Linked DNA regions of Columba livia: region 2 is linked to region 1. A link is a contact called in public Hi-C data. All regions are on one chromosome and are shown on one strand. Each heading gives the region's core, a stretch centred on a gene start, on an enhancer-like site or on the middle of the called end of the contact. The rest is flanking DNA. Distances are from core to core; before and after follow the strand shown.

Region 1 (4,842 bases), core at 669-3,168:
CTTGATACAGCTGTCTAAATTTTAGGTTAGAAAAGAAAGCAAGGAAAGCAAGAAGGAAAGTGGAAAAGCAGGAAGGAAAGCAGAAAGAGAGGGAAGGAAGGGAAGGAAGGGAAGGAAGGGAAGAAAGGGAAGGAAGGGAGGAAGGGAAGAAGGGAGGAAGGAAGGAAGGAAGGAGGGAAGGAAGGAAGGAAGGAAGGAAGGAAGGAAGGAAGGAAGGAAGGAAGGAAGGAAGGAAGGAAGGAAGGAAGGAAGGAAGGAAGGAAGGAAGGAAGGAAGGAAGGAAGGAAGGAAGGAAGGAAGGAAGGAAAGAAGGAAGGAAGGAAGGAAGGAAGGAAGGAGGGAAGGAAAAGAGAGAAAGAAAGAAAGAAAGAGAAAACAGACACATTTAAGAAAATAAAAAATGTTGCACAAATAGAAGGAGGTAGTATATGTACATGTGAAACAAATAACATGATGTGATTTTTTCACATCCTTTTTTTTTTTTTTTTAATCTGTATATTTGAATCTTTGATACTTTCATATTGAGAGGTTTATGGGGTTTGCCATTCACTTCAGCATCTTTTTTCTGATAAATCGTGGGCTTCAGAGGTTGTTGAGGAATTTCTGCAATTTAAACTAAAATGTATTATGAGCATAAATTAAGTTCTTATAAAGTATGCAAGGTCTCCTGCGAACATCCACATGCCAGTGGCCGTTTCCTTGAAGGTGTGAATGGTACCATCTCCCTTTTCTCCAAGAGAAATGAGATGTCTCTCTCTGCTCTCAGCCACTGTCCCATCACCAGCCCATCGGGTGAAGGGCATGTGGAATTGCTGGGGCCGATTTTGAAGGAAGGAAAAGAAATTTTATTTAAGCTATAGGATTTCATCTATGCTTGCTAGCACTGCGAGTCCAGATAAAGCATTTACATTATATCCTGCTGATATTAATTCTTTTAATTTGTACAGTACTATAGCCTTTTTTTAGTTATTCCAAACCAGCATATGATACCAAGTTCTTGACACACACTTTTTGAGTTACAAATCCACTTAGTTATATTACACTTTCCATTGTAAGAGGGGATCTGGGTCCACTCTCTGACAGTTAAACCACCATAAGAGCTCTTTCTGGAGCTCAACTGTAATCACCCTTGAGGTCCTGGAAAGCATGTGCTGGAGGGTCCCAGGTAGGAGAACTGGGAATTAGGCACTCCAGGTGTGTTTTACACGGAGCAGATTGGCAACTGTCTTGTGATTTATTTTTTTTCTTTTCTGCGGTGAATTTCAGTGTTTGTAGGAATCGGGTCCATACAAAATGTTGTCCACGCCACAGAACGGGCAGACGACGTGCCCAGCTTCCCCGCACACCCTGCCCTCCTCGCCCCCGTGCCCCAGGCACCTCCAGCTGCAAGCCTGTCGGGGCAAAGACTTCGCGGGGGGGGGGGGGGTGGAGGGGTGGGTGTTCTTCAGCAACGAAGTTTCTTGAGGCTTCCTGAAAGCATTCATGGGCGCTTACTTCCTGTCGGAGCTCTGCGCCCTGTGAATGGAGAGTTGGAAAAAAAAAAAAAAAAAAAAAAAAAGGAACAGAAAAATCCGCGTTTTCCTGGAGGAAAAAAAAATCATTATTTCCCTGGAAGGGAAAAAAAAAATCACACCAGCTCCCCCCACCCCCAAAGAAAAAAGAAAAGAGGGGGTTATTTCCCAGCGCCGTGCACACTAAGCCCTAGGAATGAGTCAGGCTTCTCAGTGCTGCCGCAGCCGGCTGAGCCCGCGGCCGTGCAGCGCCGAGCAGGGCGGCGGGGCCGGGGCCGGGGCCGGGGCCGGGCCCTGCCGGGACCCCCCGGGGCGCCTCGCCCCGGGCCCTGCCTGGCCGCGGCGCTCGCGGCGACCCTTGCGGTATGCGGCTGCCTTTGGCAGAGGCACATGAAGGATTTCATTGAGTGTGAAGACAGAGAGCAGAGACAGAAAGCAGAAGGAGGCGGCTGCAGCCTTTGTAGTCGGAGAGGAATGCGGAAATGTTGAAGCACTGTGTCAAACTTTTTTGAAACGGGGTCAAGTCACATTCAGCCAGCGTGGGAAAGCAAGGGGAAAAAAAAAGTTGAGGAGAGGGAAAAAAAAAAAAAAGGCAGCAAGCTGCTGCTGCTCCCAGGCTGAACAGAGGCCGAGGGAGAGAGCGAGGAGAGGCACCGCAGCGCCGGGGGCGGCGGCGGAGCAGCGGCAGCGCCGAGGGCCGGTGCCCGAGCCCCGCACCGGCAGGCTGCAGCCGGCGGGGCTGCGGTCGCGGCGCTGCTGCTCCCCAGGGGCCGCCGGCCGCGATTTTTATTTCGCGTTTTCATTTTCCCCGGACAGGGTGGGGGCGGGAGGAACGGGCTGGGAGACGAGTGCGAGCTGCCTTCTGCGCCAAGGTGCAGCCCGGCGGCGGCAGGAGGATGCGAGCCGAGAGCGGCCGAGCCGCGGAGCAGCTACCTGTGTGGCCCGGGCGGCCGCTGCCGGGACCTGCCGGAGACATCGCCATGTGAATGGGCAGACCCCGGGCCGGCTCTCCACCCCGCCTTGCTCAATGGGAGGTTTGTTTTAGGGAGGACTCACCCCCTCCTTTCCCAACCCCCCCCCCCCCCCCCCCCCGGGGCTGAGGATTATTTGGGGATCTGGTGGCGGTGGAGGCGGCCGTGGCGCACACCAGGTAACGCGGGGCGCCCATGTGCTCCGCGCACCCGGCCCAGCGGCGTGGCCCATACGCTGCTCCCCGCCTGGCCCGGGGAGCCCACGCCGCGCACTCCCCGGAGGACGGCACCGCGGACGCGTCCCTCCGGCGGCCGGGGCCGGGGCAGATCGCCCCGCGGTGCCGCCGCACCCCCCTCGGTGTCGGCGTGGGGGCGCCCCCCGTGCCGGTGGCCGCAGGGAGGGGGCTGCCCTCCCGGGGAGCCGCCGCGGGGATTCCCTCAGCGCCCTACCGGAGCAGCCGAGCCGGGTCCCCCCCCACCCCGTACCCTGAAGGGGAAGCGGGGGAACGCGGTTCCCCGCGTGTCCCCCGCCGCCACCCCACGCCGCGTGCGAGGTGCCCGCGGAGGGGATGTCGGTGCCGAGGCGGGGGGTGGGGGCCGGGGTCTGCCTCCGCTATCCTGCCGTGCCTGGGGAGGGCGAGCGGTAACTTTCCGCCCGGTGCAGCTGCCGCGCCGAGCCAGGCCCGCCACCCCCGCGGCCACGCACAGCCGCCTCGCCACTGCCCGCCGCCGGGGGGCGCCCTCCGCAGCGGCGTGGGGCGGTGCGGGCCGGGCCGGGGCGGAGCGGGGCGGCCGGGGCTTCGGGGCAGGTGCCCCCGCGGCGGCGGGCGAGGCGCGGCCGCCCGGTGATGCTGCGGGCGCGGCGGGGGGCGCGGGGTCCCCCGCTGGATGGGGCGGGGCGGTGGCAGCTCTGGAGGTGGCAGCTGAAAGCGGTGGGGCAGGGTGGTGCCTCCGGCTGAAGCCGGGGAAAAGTGATGAGCAGCGGGTACAGTTTTCCTTCAGGCTGCTTTTCATCTGCAGCCGAAATGTAAGATCAGCATAAATGTAAAGAACTACCTCTGGCTTTATGCGTGGGTTGGAGTTGGGGGCCCCCGACTGAGCTATCTGGGGGAATTTAATCCTAGCATGGTAAAAATATGGTGTGGAAGAGCGTTACAGTCCTGGAGGTCACAATATCATTGCAGTAAAAAGGGGCAAGGGGAAAGGAGAGGATTCATATGGACTTTTGTGAGGGGGGGGGGGGTATCCACAGTCCTGCAGAAAGTGTGGATGAAACTGGATGCAGAACATAACACTTTTGCTCTCCAGCCTCATGCACTACACAGCAGAGCATGTTGTTCCTTGAAGACCATCTTTCCTCATGCAGCTCTGCAAGGAACTGCCAGTCACACATCCAGTGGTAGCAGTGCCTGCAGCCAAAAACCCATGCATGTTCATATGTTTGCTAAAGTCTGCATTTCTGAATCTATCTCTAGCACACAATGCTCGGTAACACTATTATTGTCATTTAAAGACGTATATATTTCTCCTCCCTACAGGTGCTTTGAGGCAGGATCTTGTCTCTTGCAATGCATTCATGCAGGGCTTAGTACAGAGGAGAGCAGACCAAGGCTGAAACCTCCAAATGCTGTCATTTGCAAATAAGTAACACTAGTAAAGCATGGGACATATTTCCAAGACAACCTTCGAGTCCTTTAATTCTGACATAAGCTCCTGGACATAACTTCCTCTCACACATGCATGGTTAGTTCTACCACCCCCAACATCTCACAGGGCTGTCGTGTTCAGCCCATTACTTGCTAAAATCCCACAGCACGCAGTTGCCCTATAGCTGTGTATTGTAGCCTTCTGTGCAGACCATGATAACTACATAGTGTTGTATCAGCCATGCAGGGTCGTTGATACATCTGTCACCCCGGTCGTTCATGTCTTTCTTTGCACCAGGTTTTTGCCTTGCATGTAGTTCTCTACTATATTAGCCTAATTTTCTCAGTTTTCAAATGATGCAAAGTAACACAGTAAACTGAACTTACTTTTCTTGCTTGGTTTGTCCTCCAGATCTAATTGGCTTTATACAGACAATGCTCCCAAAGACTGTATGATAATTCCTGGTGGCTGAGAGAGGAGGCACATTGGGGCCCATACAGAAGAAGAACGGGAACAGGAGGGTGAGAGCATCCTGCTGGCCCTCTGGCAGAGGTGCCAACTTTGCGGTGTATCTGCAACGCACACAAACTACTAGTTTTCAGAAAGCGAGCAAGACTGAGAGCTGCCCCGAGGCACTTGGAGTAAGAGGAGTGGTGCCAGCATGGATAAGGACAGCACAAACCTGGCTGACCAGCAGTATGAATGTGTGGCTG
Region 2 (4,842 bases), core at 1,642-4,141, 83 kb before region 1:
GCAGCTGACGGAGCAACCAGGGTCCCTGCTGTGCCCATGCAGCGGTTGTGGACTGTGAACTCCTGCGTAGGAACAGGAGCTGAGGAACCCTCTGCTGAAGGAATGCAAGGTTTGTAAAAATCAATTTAGGGGGTGGAAGTTAGGAGTACTGTACATCCTTCTCTGCCTAAAATCAGAACTAGAAGTACAGAACATGGAGGAGGCTTCACAACTGGTAACAGACAGGAAAATTTCCGCTAAGAAGACCTTAGGAGAAACAGAGTGGAGCACGGCTGCTAAGATTTGGGGTAGGAACAGTGGCAGAGTCTAGACTAGGCAAAAGGGAACAAGAACTGAGAAACAGATATCAGAAGGTGATGAGACAAGAGGCAGATATGGAGGGCCATGATGCTCAAGAGAAAGAAGCTCAATGGAATAAAAAAAACACGCAAGGGGTCAGAGTGGGGCAGGACAGAGAAGAACAAGGTCAGCTACTGGCATGCAGACTAGCAATCATGATAGCTGATTGAGCCACAGAAACAATGTACAAAGTCCCTCAGCTCTGTGTCTGAAGGGGATTGTACCTCCTACAGGAAAACTTCCTGGGCTGAAGACTCTCAGAATGTGCCACCAGCTCAGGGACTGTTGGACAGACCAAAGAGATTGTCTGGAAAAGTGAATATGGAGGAGGACATGCTGTCTTCTAATAGATAAAAGGCTGCTGCAAAGAAGCTGATAAAAAGGAAGGTAGTAAAATGTTCTCTGGGCTTGATGTGGGTACGAAGTGAGGGTGAAAAGATACTGAGGCATAGGGAGCAGTTTAGCTGTATTTATATAATGCCGCAAGCAAATATTTTCCAAAGGAATTTTCGAACTTGGGACCAGCCCCACATGACCATATCCATAACCAAACACGCAACAAAAAGTGGAGTGACCGTACCCTACACACACACACGAGATGTGACATTGCTCCTGCACTATAGACAAGTACAAACGAATCATGTTAATTTGAGGGATTATGGCATGGAGGAGGTAGTTTGGTCTGGAAACCACACAGGCTGTACCAAAGCTGCTCAGCAAGGACTGCCTTCACCTTCTGTCTCTTTCTCTTCTTGGCTTTCTTCTGTTGCATCTCTGACTGTGAAATAACCAGATGCTTTCTTCCCACTCATTCCTCCAAAATCTGGGATCTGTTCAAATCTCCTGCCTCGATGCCACTCACAGTAGATGCAGTATAGAGGAGACTGAGAGCTGGCAAACCAAGTGTGTCAAATCATCTGTGCCATGTTGCATCCCTGGAGGCCCCCTGACAGTAATGACCATGCTCAGCTGGTCACAGAGCTTCCTGGATCCTTGACACAGGGCTAAGACAACTTTAGCATCATGCCATCCCAAATGTGTTCCTGGGAAAAGCAACCACAGAGGACATCTCCTGGATACTCAACATCAGAGTAGATTCCATCCACGTCTCAGAGACAGAGATGAAGATTGCTTTGGTGGTCCTGTCTTCTCTGCAGTTCTGCCATCTCCTGCTGATGCCATAGTCCTATCCCTAGATATTCAAAGACAAAGGTTAAGTAGCTCTATTGCCACACTCCTCTCCTTTGCCTATGCAAAGAATGTGTCTATCAAAATGAAAGATTTTCCTCTTTTCACTGTACAGTCTATAAGTAATTCAGTGTCAAAGTATGTGGCAACAGCATATCTTTCTTCATTGTGATGACAGACCATGCCAGTCTTGTCATCAGCACCTCTTTAACTCCAGCCATCCACTTGGAGATTTGAGCATATCTCTGTAAGAGTATATGATACATGTAAAAAAATATGATTCACACTCTTTTTGTTGATATTTATTTATAATTAATGTCTACTCAATAGGAAAAAACACTTTTTTCACAAATTTGAGGTGGGCAGACACATGCACCACATGTGTTATCTGGCAATGTCTGAACTGAAATCTCAAGTCTGTTGTTTATTTCCCATGTGACATAAGGTAAGCACATTTTTGCCAGTAGTTCTATCTGTAAAATGTAACATATTAATATGTACTCAGAGTAACAGTGTAATAATAACTTCATATTTGTGTGTTAAAATTTAACAAACTCTCGCTGTCCAGTCCTCCTCCCGCCTCTGTTGGACAGAAAGAGCAGTGTTTCCATCACTCACACCTCACACTTTTATTTCAAACTGAAACTGTGTGGCTCGGGGCTTTCTACAGAACAAATACACTTCTATTTATTTCCGTGTTGTTGGATTTTTTTTCCTCACACAAATATGCGTGAGGCTTAAAAGACTCAGGGCTGAAATAAACTGAAGTATCTGTGGAATGGCAAATTAAGGCATGAGGAATTTATCAGAAACGAGCGGCAGGCATTTCAGCACGGCCGATGCCGCAGGTGATGATGCGGCCTTGCGCGGCGGGAGCCAACCCAGGTGACTCACATAAAGACGCGGCCACGAGGTTGGCGCTGGGCCCGCGGGAGCAGCCCCGGCCCGGGGGAGCGGCTGTTCCCCGGCAGCCGCCGCACGCTCCACCCCGCGGGTGCTGGACGAGAGGCGCACATGGCGGCTTTAGGGACGCGCGGAGACCCGCGTTTCCACTGAACGCAAACAGACAGAGCACGCCGGGGATATCCAGTTCTCGGCCGCAGAACTGAAACAGGGTCAGGCACCGGCCCGTGCGGGCTCCGGACACAAAATGGCAGGAGCGGCGGGAGCTGCGGCCCGCGCGCGCCTCGGGCTCCCCGCCGCGGACAGCAGGCGGCGCTGTTGATCCGCGCGCGGCGCTGCCGCCCTCCCCGCGTGAGGTCCGCGTGGGCCGCGCGCCACGGGCACGCGCGTACCCGCGAGACGCCAGCGGCCACGGGGAAGGAGCGAGGGAACAGAAGAGGCTGGGTCTCCGCGGCAAGAAACCGCTCGTCCTGCGTGAGAGGGATAAGGAATATATTGCCCACTCGTTGCGGGGGGGGGCACCTCAGAGGAAGTCCCACAGCTCTGTGGGGGAATTTCTTTAGGAGCTGCACAAGCGCAATCACAAGGAAAACCCACCTGAAGTGAGGCAGTGCCTTCCCCTTCCCCAACACCTCGCTCCCGCCTCACAACCCCCACGAGGGGAACCCTGGGCGCTGTGGTGAGGGAACCGAGCCTGTCCCAGGGTGTCCCCAGGGCCGGGGCAGTGCCGGTCCCCCTCCATCGGTGCCGCGGTTTTGGCAGATGCTGAGCAGAAGGACCAGAGACAGAAGGGGCTGCAATGAGCCACCTGGACTATGTCTGACGGCAAAACACCTGAGCCAGGATGCTACACACAGGGTCCAACCCAGGTGGCTGTGTGGCAGGAACAAGTGCGTCCTGAGTGAAAAAGATGAGAGGAGGGTGGCTGGGCTCAGCTGGACGGACTTAACCTTGATCAAGGGGAGCGAGGAGAGCCAGAACCACATGAAGTTTCTTACTTTAGGTTGATCCCAGCTTGAAGCACAACCCACCTTCCAGTGAGGGGAGTGTTGGGTGGGACAAATCAGTATTGCTTTGAGGATATTTTGCCGCTGAAAGTTTCTTCTAGTTTCCTTTTGCCTATTGGAACCACAAACCTTCAGTTTATGTAACCCATCACAAGACAACTTCTGACTTCCTCTTTGTAGGCACTTGCTTGTTCCTGGATGTTGCTTAAAAGCTCAGAGTGAAAAATATGCTCTTTCCTACTCAGCATCTATGTTCCCTGACAGGAGCTTACAGGTCCATCACTCCTTGCTGAGACAGTGCTTTAGATGCTGTGTCTAAACACAGACTGAGCCAAACTGTAGCACCAGCTTCAGTGCAGCGATGGCTGCATTGGGAGACTTCACAGCAGATGTGGGACTGAAGGAGAAAGTTGCAATAGCAGGGAATACAATAACAGTTATTAATTACTAATGAAAGTAATGAGAAGGAGTGAAAAAGAAGAAAAAGACCTGCCCTCATGCTACCTTCCTGCCTTCTTCAATGATAAATCCTGTATGTTAAGTCTTGTACCTCAGGGAACTGGTGAAAGAGCACAAACTGACTTTTTTAGTTCAGGCAGTCAAGATGGATCCATCTTATGCGTATGATGGGATGTGTGTGTTCCAATGAAACTAAACGTAGGAAGAGTCACACAAAATGCCCCAGACATGCTCAATACTATGAATACGATGTTGCATGAGTTACCACCTCATGATAGACTGATCAGTGGACTGCACAGCAGAGAAATGTAACAATTCAGATCTTTTGTAAAACTCCCATTGGCAACAGCACGTAGGAGATTTCCAGATCATAGAATCATAGGTGTATAACAATGATCAGTGTGACCACAGGAATCATTTGGGAGTTACATGTGGTATATGGTTGTGGTTTCCCAAAAGGCCAAATAGAAGGCGAATATGGAGCAGGAATAAGAGTCTTGTTAAAAGGAGAAACAAAATGGCTTTTTAAGGTCCTGCCTGATTAAGATGTTTGTAACGATCCTGCAAGTAGGGTTTCTACAAAAGAACAAGATAATTCAACTCATCTTTATGGTTAAACTTCTTCAGCCTGAAGTTGTCACGACAAGGTAAGTATCAAAAGAAAAAAAAAAATCAGCATAATAGCAAAGAGAAGTCGTATTTCTTGAGAATGACAAGGATTCTCATTCTTGAGAAGGATTTAGGGTCTATAGTGTCCTGATAAGACACATCGATGTGTGAACTTACCCTCCCAGAGCCATCCATCTCTATTATCACTGCCAGGAGATGGTCCTGTGTCAACTTTGCATCTGCATCAGTAACTCATTCTGTTCAGCCATCTGTTCCACAGACATCAAACTGTTAAGAAGCCCCAGTACAGCACAATCTAGCCCAGTAACATAGAAAC

What was found. A called contact is a pair of places that touch in the nucleus more often than the background predicts.
Region 2: a contact with region 1 is called in a Hi-C map of crop, with 4 times the contacts expected there. The contact joins the enhancer-like site here to the promoter of CDK6 in region 1. A contact is called at or near these places in 2 of 2 Hi-C or Micro-C datasets (crop and liver).

The regions. Positions count from the first base shown.
Region 1 is chr2:25,714,763-25,719,604 of bColLiv1.pat.W.v2, reverse strand. It overlaps CDK6 (cyclin dependent kinase 6), which reads left to right and starts at 1,918. Exons shown (of 9, transcript XM_065051073.1): 1 at 1,918-2,545; 2 at 4,021-4,225; 3 at 4,541-4,842. The coding sequence starts at 4,791.
Region 2 is chr2:25,798,385-25,803,226 of bColLiv1.pat.W.v2, reverse strand. No RefSeq gene overlaps it. Among named protein-coding and RNA genes, the nearest start is that of HEPACAM2, 52 kb to the left of the region's middle. Within about 2 kb of position 2,891, at least 2 of the 3 cell types and tissues checked have an H3K27ac peak away from gene starts, as active enhancers do.